Linked DNA regions of Sus scrofa: region 1 is linked to region 2. The links are chromatin contacts, called in public targeted proximity ligation maps. All regions are on one chromosome and are shown on one strand. The core of a region is the stretch at or near the end of the contact, and the rest is flanking DNA. Distances in the headings are between cores, read along the strand shown. Region 1 overlaps LOC106510102. Region 2 overlaps LOC102162289 (a long non-coding RNA gene).

Region 1 (5,118 bases), core at 552-3,051, 290 kb after region 2:
TTATAATTTTATTATTATCATTGATTTACAATGTTGTGCCAATTTCTACTGTAAAGGAAAGTGACCCAGTCATACATAAATATACATACTTATTCTCATACTATCTTCCATCATGTCCTATTCCAAAAGATTGGATATAGTTCCCTGTTCTATACAGCAGGATCTCATTGCTTATCCATTCTAAATGTAATAGTTTGCGTCTACCAACCCCAAACTCCCAGTCCATCCCATGACACTCCCTTGACACTAAATTGACATTTCTATGAAAGATCAGATTCTCTATTACTATCAATCACTATATCTAAATGCATATCTTCTGAAAACTCTAATTCATAATATGTGACAGTTGATACCTGGGATCCATAATTCAAACACCTCCCTGGGTGACCCTCATACCTACTAAACTTTGAGAACCCCTCATAGACAGCTCATGAGAGTAAGTACCATAGAGAAGCCCCCTGCTGTCCTCCTTTTGATGAGAAGAGTAGCCGTTGATGTAACAATTTCTAATACCAGCGTCTGAGTCAGACAGATGCATTATGTTTATGAATCCACAGAATAAAAGAAAGAAGAATGTATGAAAAGGAGTAAGAGAAACATGCAGCATTTAAATCCTCCAAACGACCTTGAGAAAGTCAAGGAATCTTAAGCACTAAGAGTCAGGGCAGGAGTGACTCAGCTTGCACAGGCACATTTCTAAAGGGCAGGAGAAGAGGGAAGATTTGCAGCACAAGGGACCTGCTCTAGGTCCTTCTGGACATGATGTTGTTGTAGCCTTTACCCTCTTCCTTTGACATCACTGATCTTGATCAAGGATCAAATGGCCACAGGTGAAAGAGTACATGTCCTGGTGCCTATGGACTGAACCTGAAGAACTCATTGTCCCTGCCCTCTGTTCCACTCTACGCTTGTCCTCCTTGCCATTTCCCAGTGAGGTTTTCTGCAAATATGCTTTAAACTATTTATCTTCTGAGGGTTTTTTTTTTTTTTTTTTTTTTTGCTCCTCTTTATGACAATTATAGTTTCTCTAATTAAGAGGGAAAGTAATTTGATAAATTATTTCACATAAAGTATTAGGAATTTGATGTTCTGATGTCTCTCAAAGACATTCCATTTCAAAGAGATTGACCTGAAAAGCTATTAAGGCATTTTAGCACCGTGCAGGCTGGAAAGGAAATTTGGAGCTTCCAAAGAGAAGGTTTTCAAGTCATAATCAACACTGAACATACAAGGCAGAATCTCCTAGAAGGAGAACCCACAGGTTGGCTTTAGGGAATCTATGCACTCTATGAAACTGTATACAACATTTGCAATTTATATGCTTTGTTTCTGTCCATGGATATCATCAAATTCTCATAAACCACGGACTTAAATGTTCCTAAAAACCTCTTCCTAGGAACACTTTGACCTCTGTATATATTTTACAACTTTAATCTTCTTTTATCATCCATCTCCATAGCTTGATCCTTTCAATTCTAGGTAAAAAATAACACTCCTTTTCTACCTTCTTATCCGGCTACTTTTTCCTCTCTTTCTGCTTTCTACCTTCTTTAATAATTTCTCCCCTTTGCCTTTTCTAACTCCCTCTTCAATGTCCCTCTCTCTTGCCTTTCATGTGACTTCCAAGTTTCTTTTCTCTCAAAGCTAAAGAGAGTGCTACTTCCCCATTTAAAATATTTCACCTAAGTCTCAGTCCCTCTCCTCCCTTCTAATTTACATAGATCTCTCCCCACCCTTCCCCTCCAGCAAGTGCCTGGAAAGCCACACAGTGTGAGTCACTGTGATATTAATAATGTCCTTTGTGTAGGAAGGTGACATCACTAACCCATCATCAGTGGGGCATGTGCCCTTGAGCAATCCCTTTATAGTAGGAACAGTGGGCATTGATGTCTTCCCACCCCCTTGCTCAGTGCCCCTAAGAATAATTTCAAGAATTTTCTAAGCTGAGATTTAGGGTATAGAATTGGACCCAGAATAGAAAGACAGTATTAAACAAAAAAAAAAAAAAAAAAAGAGTGTACATACACATGATGACTGGGTCACTTTGCTGTACAAGAAAAATTGAAGGAACATTGCAAATCAACTATACTTTAATAAAATTTTTTTTAATTTTTTAAAAAAGAAAGAAGCCAACTTACTGTCTCCTGAGGTTTTGATCCAGGACAAGAAGAGTCATTGGAGGCCCATACTCAAAACTCAAGTCAGAGCATTTTAACTGAAATTGTTTTTGTGTATGGTTAGTTTCGATTATTATTCTCTAATTTGAAAATTTTTAGTTGCTTTTCAATGATAGAGTCCTCAATGGTGAAGTTGCCAGTTAGTAAGCATGGGAATGTTACACAATCTTGAATCCTCCCAACAGTCCTCAGGAAACTGAAATTCACTGAGATTAAGTCATTTATAAAAGCCACTGAGCTGGTAAGTATTCAATCCTGGACAGAATCTCTTTTTCTTTCTATTACATCCTATGCCCACATGTGTTACAGATTCAGTTCCTCTCTTCTTGGATGTTAACAGGATGAACTTCAATTATGGCAAAGAGCCCATTGGCAGCTTACAGGACTGAAAGGTCCTCCTTTGGCCGACCTTCCTTTTCACAGTCACTTTTCTACAACAGTTCTGAGACTCTCAGTCACTGGAGATCTGACAGCTAATGCCTGTCTTCAGAGTTCTATACATACACTTTTATAACATGCTATCTTATCCCTAGCACAGAAATAGGATTCTTTTTTTTTTTTTCCTGCCTTTACTGGGCACTTATCTGCTCTAGTTACTTTGATCAGCTGGCGCAGGAAGCAGTGTAAACTACCTAGAAACAGTTTGTTTCCTTTCTATCATGCCTGGAGCGTGATCCTTTTGCTTTTTTCCTTCAGTGTGCAGAAGTTCCAGGGCCAGGGATAGAACCTGAGCCACAACAGTAACCAGAGCCAAAGCAGTGATAATGCCAGATCCTTAACCTGATGAACCAAAGGGGAACTCCAGAGTGAACTTTTCGTGAGTGGAGCCAGCTACACTATTTTTGTGCTCCAAGGTCAAGTGAAGGCTAGTAAATATCAGTCTTGTACTATGCTCTGGTCACATTTCATATGTGCTTTCCTTCCCTATTTAGATTATAAGCAGGATAGACATTGTCTCTGTGTTGATAATGATGACAATGTCTTCAATGACAATAATAATAATAGAGAACATAATATTAGCTACTTATGATATACCAGGAAATACAGGATGTGATTGCTGAAATGAGATTCCAGGAGAGGTCTACTGACTTCAGACACCATACATTTACTCACGACTCTATATTGTTTCCAAAATTCTGATGGGGAAATTTAGGAAGAGAAAGGAGCCCCTTCTAAAAGTATATAAGTTTCTCAGGTTTGAAGATTAGCGAGAATTCTCAATGAATTCTACAAACATTTGTTACATGCCTCCTACATCTGAGCCTTTCTACTAAATGATGAGAAAATTCAGAGATAAGTAAAAAATTTAAATCTAGGTTAGAGACAGACTGCAAAGAAAAATACTTCTGAGATTAATTGGGGCAGGGAAGGGGCAAAGATGCAAAAGGTGATAAGAGCCCAGAGGGAAAAAAGATTAAATCTGACTAAGAGAATCTGTACTAGGATTTTTGTGGAGGCTGGCATCAAGTTGGTCCTGAAAAGGTTAAAAAAGAGATTCCTGTACATGGAGAAAAGGAAGGATTTTCCCACTGAAGGATCCACCAAAAAACTAATAATCACAGGTACCATTGTTGGATACATGCTATATACACAACACTGTTCACAATACATTTACATTTATTGATTATTAAACTCTGAACACAATATCAAGAATGAGTTGTTACTATCTCCATTTCATACATCAGAAAAGTAAGGTTCTTGGAGGCTGAGTTGCTTGGCTAAGTGCAGGCAGCTAAGGCATCTCTCTCTCAAAACCTTGTGATTTCCCACTACTCAATTTTATCTTCACATCACATTTGTGTTGTATTTCTGAGATGGGGATGTCACCCTTTTATAAGAGCCACATTAATCTATCTATTAGTTTTTTGCTGCTTAGTTAAATAAAGTGTTCTTCATGATCCAGAAAAAGACACAGAAGCAAGAAGCACCTTAGCCTTAGTCAAGACATAATGATAAAATAATAGTATTGTGTGTCCTTATTATTATTATGTTTTCTAATACATATTGAGCTTTTATTATCTACCAGGTATTGTTCTGAGTACTTTATGGAGATTAGTGAAGTGACCAGCTTACAGAGATGAGGGCGTCAATATATATCTACAAATCTAGATTAAGGACAAAGCTTATGTCTCATTTACTTTGTGCAGATTTTAGGGAGCTGGAGGTCAGAGGAAGAACATTTTCTTTGAAATCTATTTTATTTAAATTATATCCAAACTTTACTCTTTTCCAGCTACCTCCTTCCCTGACACCCCTATTCCTTTTAATGAAAATTCCAACTCTGTCTACCTCTGAATCTAGTTTATTAGCGTTCCTGAGCAAATGGATTCCATTGCAATTCAGACAAGGCTCTGCTGACTGAGGATTCCCAAGGTTCCTAAGTCCCCTCTGGTGTAAAGGTCAGTGACGTGGATTGCATAGAATGGCTGCCAGGCTGGCTTAGAACACATTTGGATGCTTAAAATACCAGTGCAGTCAAAGGCTGGCCTGCCAGATGAATGCTGACTGGCAGGAAGAACATACATTCCAGAGAAAGCTCTGCCTCTCTTTAACCCCCAGCTCCCATCTGGAATTCACCTCAGAGTTTGGAGTAAATAGCCAAGAGCTTCAAAAGCTTTATGCACTGCAAGGAAAAAAAAAAAAAAAAAAAAAGGAAAGGAAGAGAGCTGAGGATGCACGCTCTTCTCTCTGAAACTTCAGCCTGGCTGGAGAAAACCCACAACCCTGCTCACTGGTGTCGCTTTAAATAGGTGGTCACTAACCTACATGAGGCTCTTTGTAATGCCGTTGCATCCTATTATCCTTAGTTCATTCAGTCTTCCTCTCTCCTAGACAAGAATTCCACAGCTTCTCCTCCCACTTTTAATCTCCAACAATCCTTCTCCTTCTCAACTGATGACATGGCTTCTTATTTCCTACAGAAGTTAGAAATTATCAGAAA
Region 2 (5,418 bases), core at 2,108-4,607:
ACAATGTATCTTGGTATAATGGATGAGAAGAGGAGACAGAGCTGTGATCCTAAGATAATGCTCCAGCCATAATATTCTCACCATAATTCTATTGACTCAACATGCTGGTAGAGTAAGGTGAGCCAAGGGAAGTAGCAATAGGGGCAAAGACTAGGGGGATGTCTGTTTGGGGATCCTGCCACTATTTCATCACATATATATGTGTGTGTGCATATAGGTACATATAGAGTTTCTGCATTCAAGAATCTTAAAATCTTTGGTGGATACAAATTGCAGACACTTGAAAAAACTTACAAGATAGTATAAAACAACAACTAGATGTAGCATGCTAAATTCTATAGGGATATAAAAGTAAGTGTTCCTTTCCTCAAAAATCTTTGGGACCTTGATGTTTATATCTCTTCATCAGTATTAATTTTTGGAGTTCAGACCAGTTTATGTCTGCCCATGTGAGCTGTTTGCTGCAGCCTCTGAGTGCTCTGCTCAGTGACATTCTAGGCAAGGCTCAGGCACAGACATATCTGGCAAATGGCCTTGTCAAAGAAACACAACCAATGGTTCAATAACAAGCCAACAGGAAACATATTGCTTTCAGATCATATGTTATAATTGATACTTTCATTGCATAATTTATGTTGGAATTATTTGAGTTTTATATTCATGGTAAGAAATTCCTAATGTTGGATATTGCTAATAATTGCTAGTGAAACACTATTACTCCTCTTTCAAGCCTTTGGATCCATGTAATTAGGTATAAACTAAGATTGCAAAAGATGCTGTCAAAAACAAAATTATGCCGAGGCCAATATAAAAATACAAATGTTATTCATAACATTGAATTAAAACTTTTGTGTTTATCATATTTATCATTAGAGCTCCATTGTTCTATTTAGTTGACAATTTGCATTCAGCTTTATTTTTGATTTTTTGGTCTTTTTAGGTCCTCATCTGCAGCATATGGAGGTTCCCAGGCTAGGGGTCCAATCAGAGTTATAGCTGCCGGCCTACATGACAGCCACAGCAACACCAGATCCGAGCTGCCTCTGTGACCTTCATGGCCACACTGGATCCTTAACCCACTGAGCGAGGCTGGGATCCAACCTGTATCCTCATGGATACTAGTCAAGTTTGTCAACGTGATACTAGTTTGATACTAGTCAACATAAAAGTATTAAAGTATTTTGAAGAAATTCTAAAGCTGCTTTGGATGTATTATAGAATTAAGCAAATGAGATATCTTATTACAGAGAAGGTGCATATATGGGAGTAGGCCAGAAGAAAACCCTGTGGGGGTGGATTGTGTTTAATATTTAATGTCATCTGTGTGAACTCATTATGTCTAAACTGTGTTGTGTATGTGTGAATATATTGTAAACACACACATTTATATATAAATGTATACACAACCATGTATATGTATAAACACATTCATATACTTTCTAGCTTTGTCCACAGCAAGGATCTAGGAATAAAACCACCCCAACAACACCAGTAGCAATTAGCTCATCTTGGTTTCTAAATACTATTTCCCAATAAGAGGAATCAGGGCTGCTCAGAGAAATAGCAAATTCCAGGGTAGGGACAGAGTAGGTAGAAAATGGGATATTTTGTTATGTTGGAAAGTATAAGAAAGTTAAAACACACAAAAAAGACACAGGATCCAACTTGAAGGGGCTCTCACTGACCAAATCTGGGACAGTTTAAACACCAAACTATGTAAGGCCAATAAAGAGGTCATGTTAATAATGAATAGATAGGTAAATAAATAAATGGGCAAAAAGGGAAGGCTCTTGGCCTACAATAAGGCTGAACACTGACTGGAAGGAAGGCTGGAGTTGAAAATCCATCATTTTGCAAGCATCCAAGTAAAGACTGGTTCAGGCAAGAACCAACAATGGATAATAAACCTAGTGGGACATTCAGACAGGTTAGACCTGGAGGCCCCACCTAATTTCAAAGGAGACTGGAAAATTTGGTCTTGCATTATGCCCAAGGAAGACGGGGAGAACACAGATACTGGTGAGCACTAGTACCTCTCATCATAAGGATGGATAGATAGATAGATAGATATGTAAGGTTTAGGAGATTTGGGCATATTGGAGTATCCAACTATAATAGTCTCTAAGGATGGTCCCCCAGTGGACCACACCTCCTGTCACTTGATGTTCCTGTGTAGGCCCTTCCCATGCTGCATCTGGGCTGGACTCAGTTACCTAATAGAATACTCTACTCTGGTTCTAGGCTTAATCTTTAAGAGGATTGGTAGCTTCCGCTTTTTCTCTGTTGGAACCCTCAATTTTGGAAGCCATGTGCCATTGTGTAAGAAGCCTGGTTTTCCTGCTGGAGAATCCATGTGGAGAGGCCACACGGAGAAGAGACATGGAACTGCAGGGAGGGAGGGAAGAAAGGGGGAAGGGAGGAAAAGGGAAAGAGAGAGAGAGAGACCCAGCTGTCTCAGCAGTCCCAGTGACATCTTCAGATGATACCAGACAGAAGGATCTCTGGGCCCAGAAGCATGATGTGTTTGGCAGACAGATCATATGGCAAAAAAGGGACAAATTTCAGAAACCTGACCTCAGAATCCCCAAATTCCAGGTTAGGGATAAAATTTTCCATGACAGGTTTTGTTTTTTGGGCAAGTGAAGATAAGGCATGAAAACTCTTGAAATAAACACTTTACAAAGCCTTGCTCTGGGGCAGCTGAAGAGAAATAATTCATCTTTATGCATGATACGTAAGCTTGTCACTGTGCAGACAATCTCTGAACTGGTAGAAAGAGTCTAGGCAACTAGCTCATGGATAAGGCGAACCAGGAAGCCAGTCCCTGGTCTGAAGCCTCTGGGTCATTCAGACCCAGAGTCAGAGTGAAGGGGCCCCTGAGGTGTAGATGACCCAATCCTTATAAATCTTAATTAAGGCCCAACAGAGATTCATTTATGAAAGGAGAGTACTGTATGCATCTTTGATTTAGTTAAGAAGAGAGAGAACTGCTCAAGATGAAGTTAAATCCTGCTAAAGAGCCCACTGATTGTTGAAAGGAGTGAAGGTACGATGTGGAGGGTGGGAGTTGGGTAAGATGTGCAGAGAGTGAGAATTAAAGGAGGAGGGAGAAGGAACAGGAAAAGAAAGGAGGAGGAAGGAAGTTTTATGTTAAGCTCTGTCAATATCTAAATCTGGTGTCTATGTTTAGACAGCCAATAATTTATTTCCAGATCACTTCTTCTGCCCTGCTGTCTATGTGAAATCTCACACACACTTCACAGAAGTGGATTAGATTAATGCGGGGGGGCGGGGGTTGGGTAGAGAGGAGATTTTTAACCCACGCTCTTTGGCAGCAGAGCGTCAGTATTTCTGTGTGGGAAGAACAGGATAGTAATGTAGTCAGAAAAGGGTTGGCTAGGAGACGTGCATTGAAACTGTGCTGGAATGTGAGAGCTTTTATTCTTTTTTTTTTTTTTTTTTTTTTTTTTTTTTAGCTTATATTATATTGCCTATTTGTGATGGACTGAAAGTGGATCCAAAGTCTCCCAAGTCTCTCCCCCGCCCCTATCTGTGGCACCTCTCAGAAGAGACCATGGCAACTGCCAAGTTGTGAGAGTGCCTCTCTGTGTCCTTGGCTGAGCTAGCTGACAGGACTGGTGGATAAACTGACCACAGACTGGCAGACATTCCCTTTGGCACTCTCAGGATCTTTGAAGGCTCAACAATTCCCCTTTCAACTGTTCACCTGGATCCTTTACCCAAGCCCCCCCCCCCACTTAATTTGTTTTCCTACTGGTTCTTTAGGGATCTTTCCACTGCAGGAACACGGATAACCTTAGCTTTTCACACGTACATGATTTTAAAAAAGTCCCACGTCTATGTTGTGTCTAAGGTGATGGGCAGTTTTCATCAACTTGTCCCCATCCTTCCAGCACTGTGTTCTAAAGTAATGTTACTGCAAGTGTAGTTGCTGGACCAGCAGCATCAGCATTACCTGGGAGACTATTAGAAATGCAAAATCTCAGGCCTCACCCCAAATATACTAAATCAGACTCTCCAAGTCTAGGATCCAGGAATCTTTTTTAAAAACAAAACAAAACAAACAAAAACCTTTATGGCTGCACCCACAGCATATAGAAGTTCCTGAGCCAGGGATTTGGTCCAAGATGCAGCTGAGGCAATTCTGGATCCTTTTAACCCACTGCACCAGGCTGGGGATCAAACCCACATTTCCACAGTGGCCAGAGCTGCTATAACCCACTGTGCCACAGCAGGAACTCCACCAGGAATCTCTCAAAAAGTTCTCCAGGTGATTTTGTCTCCATTTTAGAATTTAAGAAACACTGTAACATTTGTCATTTTGTACTTTTTTTCTTTCTCTACTGATACTGTTTGTTACTCATTGAAACTTTATCTTTGAATGTGGGAATTAAAAAAAAAATCTGCTCAAGCAACATGATTTGATAGATGCCATAAAATTTTACATGCCCAAAGATAAACAAAATATATTGTTGCCATGGTACTGTCTCTTTTTTTGTTAGTTTCAAGGCTGAGAATGAATGAATGAATGCATCAAAGAGAATATCTAATATCCTTTGGACATCAAGATCCAGGAGGAAAATGTGTTATGATAATTTGGATTTTGTTTCTGCTCTGTAATAGAGAGATCCAAAGTAATAATGGAAATGGATTAATCATAGTAAAAGTTTATTTCCTCCTATGTAAAAGTCTAGGTGGGGAGCATTGTAGTTCCAGTTATAATAAGGAATCCAGGCTTGTTCTGTCTTGCTGCTTTGCCATCCTCAGACTTCATCATTCATTTTGTGGTACAAGATGACTGCTCCAGCTACTACGATTATATCTGCATTCCAGCCCATAGAAAGAGAGAAAAGGAAAATGAATACCATAAATAATCCTATGAGACAGTATGGCCATAGCCACAGAAGATGCTAATCCAAATTGCACTGGGTGCTGTGTGGGTCTTGGTCCTCTTTGACCACCGATTCATTCCTCCTCTTCTCTGTTTTGTCAAAGGGCAGAATCTCTCATGCGCCTCTTCCAGGTGACTGAATTCAGTCATTGGAACACACCGATGAGAGATTAGCAGATAGGAGAAAGGGAGCAATGGAGGAATTTTTCCCCATCTGCTTCTGTCTTCATGCAGTGATTCCAAGGATAACTGTCTCTCTGAGGTTCCACTTCCCACTGGTTCATGGGCTCTAGAAAAACTGCCTCCTTTCTTTGTCTTTGGAGTCATCAGGTGGTAGTACTTCCTGGTGTTGTTAATGCCTGGGTTGCTTCATCATTCTGTTTTGTTTCATCATTCATCCATCACCTGGAATCAACTCATTGTATGAAAATCCCCCAGTTGTTGGTAAAGTAGCCAAACCCTGGAATATAGAAGGGGATACTCTATCTTGGGGAGAATTCATAGAG

The links.
Region 1: a contact with region 2 is called in a targeted proximity ligation map of skeletal muscle, with 4 times the contacts expected there. A contact is called at or near these places in 1 of 47 Hi-C or Micro-C datasets (embryonic fibroblasts) and 1 of 2 datasets of targeted methods (skeletal muscle).

The regions. Positions count from the first base shown.
Region 1 is chr4:82,371,105-82,376,222 of Sscrofa11.1, forward strand. All of the region lies in intron 1 of LOC106510102, which reads right to left. Among named protein-coding and RNA genes, the nearest start is that of XCL1, 62 kb to the right of the region's middle.
Region 2 is chr4:82,082,959-82,088,376 of Sscrofa11.1, forward strand. It overlaps LOC102162289 (a long non-coding RNA gene), which reads right to left. Exons shown (of 2, transcript XR_002343350.1): 2 at 4,660-4,843. It also overlaps the pseudogene LOC106510108. Among named protein-coding and RNA genes, the nearest start is that of ATP1B1, 150 kb to the left of the region's middle.